Linked DNA regions of Mus musculus: region 2 is linked to region 1. A link is a contact called in public HiChIP or PLAC-seq data. All regions are on one chromosome and are shown on one strand. Each heading gives the region's core, a stretch centred on a gene start, on an enhancer-like site or on the middle of the called end of the contact. The rest is flanking DNA. Distances are from core to core; before and after follow the strand shown. Region 1 overlaps Dkk3 (dickkopf WNT signaling pathway inhibitor 3). Region 2 has its middle 27 kb from the start of Gm24154.

Region 1 (5,423 bases), core at 923-3,422:
GAAGCAAGAGGATCATGAGTTTAGGGTTATCCTTGGCTACACAGTAAGTTTAAGACTAGCCTAAGCTACATGAGACCCTGTTATTATATTTTGACTATCTCCAATCCATGCGCTAGTCACTTATCTCATTCACTACTCATTCACTAGCATTTCCTCCTGCTGGCCTATTGTATTACAGGCAGGTAAGTGTAAAAGAGTCTAACATCAAAGGGACCCAGGTCCAACCAACCAGCCAACCAACCAATCAACCGACCAACCAGCTAACCAATCAACCGACCAACCAGCCAACCAACCAACCAATCAACCAGCCAACCAGCCAACCAATCAACCAAATAAGTAATTACAATATGAGTGCATAGTTTATTTCTTTTTTAGGATTTAATGTGTGTGTGTGTGTGTGTGTGTGTGTGTGTGTGTGTGTATTTGTGTTTATATGCACGTGAGTGAAAGGAGGCCTGAAAAGGGTGTCAGTTCCCCTGGAGCTGTTATAGGCAGTTATGAACTACCTGGTATGGGTTCAGGGGATGGAACTCAGATCTTCTGGAAGAGCAGTATATGGTCTTCACCACTGAGACACCTCTCCAGCCCAATTTCTTTCACTGTGACACAGGGTCTTGCTATGGCTGTCATAGCCAAGTCTGGTCCTAGACTCCTGCCTCAGCCTCTCAAGTATATGGGTGTATACCACATGGTTTCTGAGGCAGAGACTGAACTAAGTAGAGCAGCCTGAGAGGAATTTGTTGGGTGGGTTGGTAGGGAATCTGCTTGCTCTGTAAGCCAAGACACTAACTGCCCCGTTGTTCTAGACTTTAGGGTATTGAAGATGTGGGAGGGAGGCAAGGTCTCTCTCTATCAGAAGGTGATGTGCTCCAGCACCAAAGCTTTTATTCTTTATGTTTCCAGGTCCTCAGGCATAAGGTGCAACAGGTAGCATTTCCCCAATGTGTGCATGCAGCTTAGGGAGCCAGACGGTAGGTTCACACTGCTTCTGTGCAGCTGCCATCAAAGCCTTCGTCTAGCCGGGCGTGGTGGCACACGCCTTTAATCCCAGCACTCGGGAGGCAGAGGCAGGCAAATTTTTGAGTTTGAGGCCAGCTTGGTCTACAAAGTGAGCTCCAGGACAGCCAGGGCTATACAGAGAAACCCTGTCTTGAGAAAACAAACAAACAAACAAACAAACAAAAAACAGAAAAAACAAAACAAAGCCTTCCTCTCCCACCCCAGGGTCTTGTGTAAGACAGGAGGGCTTCCTTCTCATCTTGAAAGCAGGGGAGACTCAAGCCCTTTGCATTCTTGATGGGCTTCCTGGAAGAGGCGGCGATTAGGCTGTATTTGCAAGGGTGTCTGAGAATCAGTTGCATGGGGGAGGGGCATTCCTCACTAAAGCATTGTTTGTTCAAAGCCAAGAAGACAAGAGCCTTAAGAACTGCAGAACACTTATTTCGAATGCCAGGCCATGGTAGGAACAGCAGCTGACGCTGGGAAGGGGTGGGGATTGGGTCAGGAGACTTGGAGAACCCAGCCAAGGAGTCAGGAGACATGCTGAATTAGGCATGTTCTGTGTCCACAAGGCTTTATCACTTTCTGTATTCCGTTTATGAGCTATCACATGATTTCCCCAAGCAGGGAGCCAGGAGGACTCGGCTTGGGTGGCAGAGATCATCTCTGAGAATGCAGCTTTGCTCAAGCTCAAAACCCAAGTCCCCGTCAGGCTGTAGAGTCTGTGTCCTGCAAGAGCCTGGCTTTGGGCCTAGAAGTCTGGAACATTTTACTTGAATGTGGAGCATGGGACAGATAACTCACACTGATTGTACCAATAATCTGGTTAGGCCAATGCCATTAGCTGCAGAGATCACAATGAGTTCTGTGACCTCTGCACATGTAGGGGCCAAACAGTGTCTGGTGCAGGCGTGTGGCTGTCTTTCTGCCCGGGGAACTTAGTGCTTCTTCCAGGCACTGACCCAGCGGCCTTTGCATCCTGTTTGTCAGATCTGTGGAGTCTTGCCCTTCTTTGCCCTTGGCGTGGTTCTGAAAACCACAAAGCTGTAGGCCCATCTTGTTTTGTTTTTAAAATAATATCACAAATGTAATAGAAGCAGGGTCTGCCATTCTCCCCATGGCTGGCCCCTCATTCGGTCACCGTGACTCAGATGTGATCAGATTAAGGAGCCCCTCCCCAAACCCAGCCACTTTCGAGCCAGGGTAAATACAAGCTGTGGAGAAATGACTAAGAGTTCCATAATACCTAGTGATTATGACGACAGCGAAGAGTCGACACAGTGAAAGCTAACATCGACTACTGTGTGCCAGGTACCTTGTGAGAGGTTTCTAGTACCCCTCCCACCATCTGCATGGTAGCCATCCAGGGATGATAATCATTGACCCCCATTTTACAGATGGAATAATGGAAGCACAGAGAAACAATCCAAGCTAGTAGGTGGCAGGACCAATACTAACAGGAGGGATAGAGCTTTGAAGTCTTTACTGACTCCAACAAACATATCTCTTCAGTGGAGTTTTTGTGTATTTGCTTGCTTGCTTGCTTCTATTTTTTAGTGGCCTGATCTCATGCAGCCCAAACTAGTTTCAAACTTGCTATATAGCTGAGGTTAACCTTCAGTTTTTGGCCCTCCGGGGGTAGTGGTGGGGACAAGTGGATCTCAGGTTCTCACTGGCCAGCCAGTCTACCTAAGACGGTATGGTGAGCTGCCGGTTCAGAGAGACACGATCTCAAACAATAATGTGAAGAATAATGAAGAAAGAGAAATGTATGTCAATGTCTGGTCCTCCCACACCATAAAAAAAAAAAAAAAAAAAAACAGACCCAGCTTTCAATTCTTGTGGGTGTGTACTCAGGAGTGGGATTCCCAGCATATGGGATCTTTTCTTTTTTTTTTTAAATATGTATATGGGTGTTTTGCCTACATGTATGTCTATGTGCCAGTCTCCTGCCTGGTGCCTAAGGTGGCTAGATGAGGGCACTGGATCCCCTGGAACTGGAGTTATAGAAGGTTGTAGGCTATTATGTGAATGCTAGGACTCTTACCTGGTTCCTCTAGAAGTGACCTAACCACTAAGCAATCTCTTCAGCCTCTCACAGGACTTTTTGGTTTGGGGTTTGTTGAAAGGCTGCAATATAACCTCCCACAGTGACTTTTGGTTTCAGAACCTGTGTCTGCCACAAGTATATATTCCCCCTCTCAAATCTCATCATTGTAGGCACTGCGAGATACACACACTGGGGCAGGAGGATTTCAAGTTTGAAGCCAATTGTGGGTATGTAGCAAACCCTGTCTCAAAAAGAAACAACATAAAAGCCAAACCCCAAATAACTCCTGGTCTCTCGTGTCCTCGGATGAGGCAATACTTTCCCTGTTCTGATTCCAGAAGTCGCCTCTGCAGCGTGGCAGCCCCTGCCTTGGGGCTTATATACGTATAAGACCCAGAAGAAAACTTATATACTTCTTCTAGCCAGCACTACTGGCCCCACATTCTCAGCCCGGACTGGGGTCTCCAGTTAGTGTGTGCAAAGCTACCCATGGTTATCTTTGAGTCCCAGAGGCTTCTTGGGAGATAGGTCCAAACGGAACCAATGGAGGCCCAGGTCATGTCTGCTCTTCCTTCAGAGTGGGGTGCAGGGTCAGTGGAAGGGAATGGCTGGGATGGGGTGAGCAGGGCAGAGGCCATGTTAACACCTTTGAGGAATGACAGGGGGCCACAGTTGGACAAGCAGAGCTGGTGCCCCACATGAGGCAGAATGCTGCTTCTCTGGTCACCTCCCCAGCAAGGGCCGGAAATGATGAATGGAGATAAAGCCACAGACCTCACCACTCTCTCTAGACCTGCTGTCACTTCTGCATCACAGAGTAGGAATAAGACACTGGGGTGCATTGCAGAATAGCACAGTACAGTAGGATTTGGAACATGGACGACTGTGGTCAGAAGCTCTGCTGTGTGGCCATTGTCGATGCTCAGTGGGAAGGGCACGCACTGACAGCCCGAGAAGGGATTGAAGCAATGAGCACAGCCACACACCTGTGATTCCAGTGCTGGGTACCGGCAGCTGGGGACCAGGAGTTGGAGGACAGGCTGGGTTACATAGCACACCCCCACCCCCAGTAAGAGGTGGAATAAGTGTAAATATTTTCTTCTGACTTAATATTTTGGCTTCTCGGGGTAGGAAAGCAGTCGATTACAGAGGATGCATGTGATAAATCAGGAATAGTGTTTACTTTGCTCTAAGGTTACTTCTAAGTCAGTGACTCTGAGTTTCTAAGAGGTAACAGTGACCAAGGTGCCAGACCAAACAGATGAAAAACTGTATGTGTGCAGACAGGTCCTGGGCCAAAGAAAACGGAGCACTTCACAGGGTCTGGTCGCTTTAAGTCGGAGAATTCACAGGGCCTGTTGGGGTCACTTCAAGTTCTTTAAGGAACGAAGGGCTGTGAGTGTGGTTCAGTTGGCAAACTGCTCACCACGCATGCCCAGAACCCTGGGTTCGATTCCCAGCACTGTAAGGACCAGGTGAAGTGATGTATGCTTGTGGTCCTAACACTCAGGAGATGGGGAAAAAGGACAGGGGATTCAAGACCATCCTTGGCTACATGGTAAATTTGAAGCCAGCCTGTGCTATTTGTGACCCTGCCCCAAAACAAGACAAACAGAAGAAGATGTAATGGAAGTGAATAGGGCGGAACTCTGTCATACCACACCCTGGGGCAGACACTACTAATATATTGTAGAATGATTTTCTCATGCGCACAGATATTTCAATAATTGAGCTAAGATAACACTACAAGCAGCTGCTGACAGGAGAGTGAAAAATTTGTATTTGTGACTCACTTCTCATCCCACTTGGGGTGCAAACGCCCCATTTATTGATGAGGTACAGAGATGGGGGTTGTATACTTTCTTCAGGATGCAACATGATCAGACTTGGAACGTCATTTCTGGTTAGTTCAGGCTGTGATAAGCCTGGGGTTTCCTGTTACAGAGGCAGGTCTGGGAGTGTCATGCCACCAAGGATTGGGGGCAAGGAGGGGGGGTGCCCGATACTGAGGGAGACACTGAAGACTGAGGCAGAAACTTCCTGGGAGTTCTGGCTAGGGACAACAAAAGTTCATAAAGTACAGAGGAAATAATTTTCTGAAAGGTTTTGAGTCCCAGGAAGTCAGGGCCTCCATTTGTTATGTGTCACCCCTGGGCCTGTGCTTGGAATGGAGTGGGCCCCAGTGGTTGAATGGACATGGTTAGTAGATGAATCAGAAAATCTAAACAGAATAAACGGAAGAATTCTTGAAAATAAGAGCCACAACAATGTATACAAAGTGATGTGTGTGCTTGTGTGTGTGTTGGTGGGGGGCACGTGTGCCTGTGTGTCTCTGTGTGTGCCTATGTGTTTATGCGTGTGTCTCTGTGTGTGT
Region 2 (5,462 bases), core at 625-3,124, 510 kb before region 1:
AGGAAGAAAAAAAGAAACGTCACTCTTCCAGAATCCAATTGTTAGTATCTGCCCACTTCCCCAAGTCACTAAAGGATGCATACGGGAAATTCTTAGTCATTTGATGAGGTAATATTTGTTATTAAAAAAACTACAAACAGAACTGGGTGATTAAAGTCAAGTCAGCAAATATTTCGCAAGCACCCAGTGTTTTCATTTTTTGTTCAACAAGGCCCTCATTGTAGCGCTGAGGTTTTCTGGATGGTGAGGAACAAGAGCAGGAAGGGACATTTCTACACAATGTCCTTCTCCTCTACACTGACATTTTCCAGCTCCAGTTTGGGAATGTAATTGCTCCATAACTTTACTTTATTTTAAATGTTTTGTTGATGCCTGGATAATTCGTCCAACCCACCCCCACTCCCACTCCCGTTTTTGAGGCAGAATACTATATCTTGTATCCCACCCAGACTGCCCTTGAACACACCATGTAGCTGAAGATAGTCTTGAACTCCTGATCCTCCTGCTTCTCCCGGGAAGCAGTTCTGGGAGCACAGAACCCAGGACTTTCTATATGCTACCAAGCACTCTGCCAATGGAGCCTCATCCCCAGCCCTAACTTTGTTCTTCCTTTCTTTTCCCAAGCTGAATTTGACTCTTCTTGACTTTTGCATTTTTAAAATGCATATTTTAAAATGCATATCCTATATGCATTTTAGATCAACTTGTCAATTTCTATTCATAAAACATTGCTGGGGCTGGTGAGATGGCTCAGCAGGTAAGAGCACCCGACTGCTCTTCCGAAGGTCCTGAGTTCAAATCCCAGCAACCACATGGTGGCTTACAACCATCCCTAACGAGATCTGACTCCCTCTTCTGGTGTGTCTGAAGACAGCTACAGTATACTTACATATAATAAATAAATAAATCTAAAAAAAAACATTGCTGACACAAAATTTATCAGGATTACACATAGCTTATAGATAGATTTGGAGAAAATTACTGTTCCTTTTTTTATTCATAAACATGGTATATCCCCTCTTATTTACTTAGATTTTTATTTATCTTAGTAGCATATTTTTCTCAGTATAAAAATCTTACATGTCTTGGGGGCTGGAGAGATGGCTCAGTGGTTAAGAGCACTGACTGCTCTTCCACAGGTCCTGAGTTCAATTCCCAGCAACCACATGGTGGCTTATAACCATCTGTAATAGGATCTGATGGATCTGACGCCCTCTTCTGGTGTGTCTGAAGACAGCAACAGTGTACTCATATAAATACATACATACATACATACATACATAAATCTTTTAAAAAATCTTACATGTCTCATTGCTATATATTTGATATACTTTTTTATTTTGTTTTTTGTTTTTTTTTTCTTTTGTGGTTTGGTTGGTTGGTTGTGGGGGTTGGGTTTTTTGCTTTTTTTTTTTTTTTTTTTTTTTGAGACAGGATTTTTCTGTGTAGCCTTGACTGTCCTGGAACTCACTACATAGACCAGGCTGGCTTTGAACTCAGGCATCCTTCTTGTCTTCTGAGTGCTGGGATTAAAGTCATACCTGGCTATTTGGTATTTTTTATATTACTTTTGCTATGGTTAAAAAAATAAAATGGCTCCTAAGGGTTGGGTGTGGTGGCTCAGGCCTTTAATCCCAGCACTTTGGAGGCAGAGGCAGGCTCCAGGCATCAGTTAACACCTGGATCTCTCTGCACCTGCAGATACATCATTGAAGTTTTCAGTTACATGACTCAATAAACACTTCTGTTGGCTTTAGTATTTTGAGTTCTGTTTACTTAGCAGCAATTGAATCTTACATGGATAATTAACAATAGTGAGAACGGAAAAGCACTCACTAGATCCACCTTCTATGGCTGCAGTTATGTTGTCTGAGTTTTAGTCATTATGAGTCATGTAATTCCTGGGGTTGGTTGAGAGGGTGGAAGGGAGGGAGATGCTGGGTAAATGGAAGGACCCAGGTTTTTAAAGAGGAACCCTGGCTTTCAAAAGAAGAATAAAAGCATCAAGAAGCAACTCTGAGCCTCAGAGCCGAGTTAAAGAGAGGGGACTGTTGCATAGGTCTCTTTATTGGAGGAGTGGAGACCCCTCACTCAGAGCTTCTGAGTGGTCTGGAAGGACATGGAGGGGCTAGGCTTGGTGGCAAGTGCTTTACCCACTGAGACATCTTGGTGGCCTCTATTTTTAATCTAAAAAATGTATTAACAAGCCCTTTATATAACTGAGATTTTTTTTTAAGATTTTTTTTTTTTTTTTTTGGTTTAGGTGTGTGTGTGTGTGTGTGTGTGTGTGTGTGTATGTGTGAGCTGGCCATACACATGTGTATAGGTGCCCACAGAGGCCAGCAGAGGGCATTAGATGCCTGGAGCTGGTGATAGGCTGTTGTAAGCTGCCCCATCTGGGTGCTGGGGATTAAACTTAGGTCCTCTAGAAAAGCGGCAAGCATTTAACCAGTTAGTCATCTCTCCAGCTCTAATGTCAATGTGATGCTGTTTCGCTGAACAAAATGGAAAGGAGCCAATAAATGCTTTCCTAAGCCTTCATTTGGTGAGGTACATCTAGGTTCTCATGACTGGGAAAAATCTGGACTGACTTTAACTCTGTGTGTAGGAAACGGGTCTGTACGAGAAGACCACCAGGGAAAACCCAGCCAGGTCATGTGGAAATATGCGAATGTTCCTTTGCCCATTTGTTTCAACTGTTTTTCCCTCTCCACAACATTCTCCAAATGCTGGTCTATTTAGCATAATCACAATCATTTTAGGTGCTAACCTAAGACAATGTCAAGACCCGCCTCCAGCCCTCCATTCCCGCCAGCTCCTGGGACGACTCCCCCTAGTGGCTGCTCTGAAGACACATGCAGCGCCAACTGGGTCAGGACATCACCTAGGCTCTGATGGAGGAGAGGGGGCCAAGAACACTGGGTGGCAGCCACCCATATTTCCTAAACCTAAGTAGAACAAACACTTCACAGAACGTTCCCAGTCCGTGATGCAATCCTTCCCCAGGGGAAAACACTCCTCTCTGCTTGGGTGATTCCAGGGCCTGGAAGATAAACAGTGGGGGATGGGGGACAGAAACCCAGAACCTCCAGAGGAAAGGGTTGATGAATGGGGCTGAGGGGGCCAAAGACTTTTCTGATCCTACTCAATCTTAAGTCGTAATCCACCTGAGCAGCAGTTATGGGGCCACAGTGTTCCTAGACCGCTTGCTGAAGGAACGTTCTGGAACAGTCTGGACCTGTCCCCAGAAGGCTGGCTTTGAGCTCAGTGAGCCTGTGCCTATATCTGGGTCAGGCATTCACACAAGTCCTAGAGTTTCAGAACCCATTCTTTAAGGTTTGCACAGGTTTGCGAGGAAGGCTGTTCTGAGTGCTAGCGGTTACATCCTGAAAGCTGGACTGTCTTGATCCTGGGGTTAGGGAAAGGGAGACAGGCGTACACTGAGCCAGCACATCCTGCCAAGGATGGAGCAAGCACATGGACAAGTTGGCATGGGCGATCCCTAGGTCTCCGAAATTAAAAGCCTCTCTTGCTCTGATCACGGCAATTATTTGTCACCTACAGACATTGTCAATCATGGAAGTTCTTACCCACAGCTTTGCTGTTTCTTCTGCCTCAGCCCTTGTCCTTTGAGCTCTCCCTGACACTTGCCTGGTGGTTTGCTCTGCAAGCCTTCTTTTTATCTAAGAACCACTGCCAAGCCACAGTTTCCTGTGTTTTGTCTGATCATCCAGGCAAGAAAGTACTGTCTGTGGGCCATATCTGTCACTCAGGGCCATAATTACTCCTAGACTCTTTGGATGCTGCCTGAACATCTCTCAGAAATACCACAACTTTCCTGTTCTTTCTTTCTTTTGATGGAGCTACATAGAGACAAATAGCATTATTGGAAACCTGTCAAGTACTGCATACTGAACCTATGCAGGAATGCCGCTATGTAAATGTACTTTGCTCCAGGCAGACCCTTAGTGCACAGCAGGGAAATTCAGGATGGAGAGGGCAAGTGACTGTAATCTGTTGAGGTCACATCACTGAGATACCAGGCAGGACAGGAGCCCAATTTGTCTCATCACCGGTCAGCCATTTGTCTCCTATATTATATTTCTTTCCTATTTAAAAAGGCCTTTTCAGGCTGGAAAGATGGCTCAGTGGTTAAGAGCAGTGACTGCTCTTCCAGAGATCCTGAGTTCAATTCCCAGCAACCACATGGTGGCTTGCAAACATCTGTAATGGGATTTGATGCATCTTTTGGTGTGTCTAAAGACAACTACACTGTACTCATATAAATAAAATAAATAAATCTTTAAAACAATGAAAATATATAAATAAGGCCTTTTCAGGCTCGGTGTAGTGGCACACACCTTTAATCCCAGCTCTTGGTAAGTAGAGGTAGGCATATCTAGTTTGAGGCTAGGCTGGCCTCAAACTAGGCCAGCCAAGGGTACACAACAGCACCCAATCTTTTTATTTATTTATTTATTTATTTATTTATTTATTTATTTATTTATTTACAGTACTATATCTTAACAAACAAACAACCTACCAAATTTACCATATGCACGTAGGCCTCCTTCTGGGCTACCAGTTTTGCTCTCTGGCTTACAGCAGCATCCTGACCTGGCTGTTGTAGCAGGAAGGCATGGATGCTTGCTCACATCTTAATGGACCAGAAAAGCAGAGAGAGCAAATTCTGGGGCTCATCTGTACTTCCCTTCCTTTACTCATTCTGGGCTCCAAGTGCATGAGTTAATGTCACCCATGGTTAGAGTAGGTCTTCCTTCTTCACTTAAAGGTGTCTGGAAATGCCTTCACAGACACACACCAAAAGATGTATCCCCTAGGTGACTCTGAGTCCAGCTCAGTTTGCAGCAAAGATGCCGAAACATCACAATGATTTTGAACATGTCTTGCATCCTCTGATGTAATCTATGTTTTTGAGTATCTATTTTACGCATAGGTAGGTATGCTTGAGTGTATGTATGTGTGCCGCATGCTTGAAGAAGCCTGTGGAGGTCAGAAAAAGGTATCAGATCCCCCGGAGCTGGTGTTGCAGATGGTTGCGAGCTGTCATTTGAATACTGGGAACCAAAAGCAGATCTTTTGCAAGAGCAGTAAGTGCTCTTAAGGACTGAGCCATTTCTCCAGCCCCTGTGTAATCTCTGTTGATAACTTAAACAGAACGATCCTTTATATTTTCTTTGTGCTAAGTAATATTAACACTAAATATTAACATAATAATTATTAAAATAACCAACAGTATTTTGGAGACCTTAAAACACCGTATGTGTGTGTATTTGTGGATGTTTGTATGCATTTTGTGTTTGTGTTTTATTTGCACGTGTGTTTGTGCGCGTATGTGTGTGTGTGTGTGTGTGTGTGTGTGTGTGTGTGTGTGTGTGTGTGTGTGTTTGTGTGTGTGTGGGAGAGAGAGAGAGAACAGTACCCACGAGGGGAGTTGAGTT

The links. HiChIP or PLAC-seq counts read pairs in DNA pulled down with a chosen protein or histone mark.
Region 2: a contact with region 1 is called in a FOXA1 HiChIP or PLAC-seq map of pancreatic cancer cells. The contact joins two enhancer-like sites.

Annotation. Positions count from the first base shown.
Region 1 is chr7:112,135,155-112,140,577 of GRCm38.p6, reverse strand. The region is part of intron 4 of Dkk3 (dickkopf WNT signaling pathway inhibitor 3); the gene reads left to right. Among named protein-coding and RNA genes, the nearest start is that of Dkk3, 21 kb to the left of the region's middle. Within about 2 kb of position 2,172, at least 58 of the 459 cell types and tissues checked have an H3K27ac peak or open chromatin away from gene starts, as enhancers often do. A contact at or near this core is called in pancreatic cancer cells, where this site is marked.
Region 2 is chr7:112,642,328-112,647,789 of GRCm38.p6, reverse strand. No RefSeq gene overlaps it. Among named protein-coding and RNA genes, the nearest start is that of Gm24154, 27 kb to the right of the region's middle. Within about 2 kb of position 1,874, at least 59 of the 459 cell types and tissues checked have an H3K27ac peak or open chromatin away from gene starts, as enhancers often do. A contact at or near this core is called in pancreatic cancer cells, where this site is marked.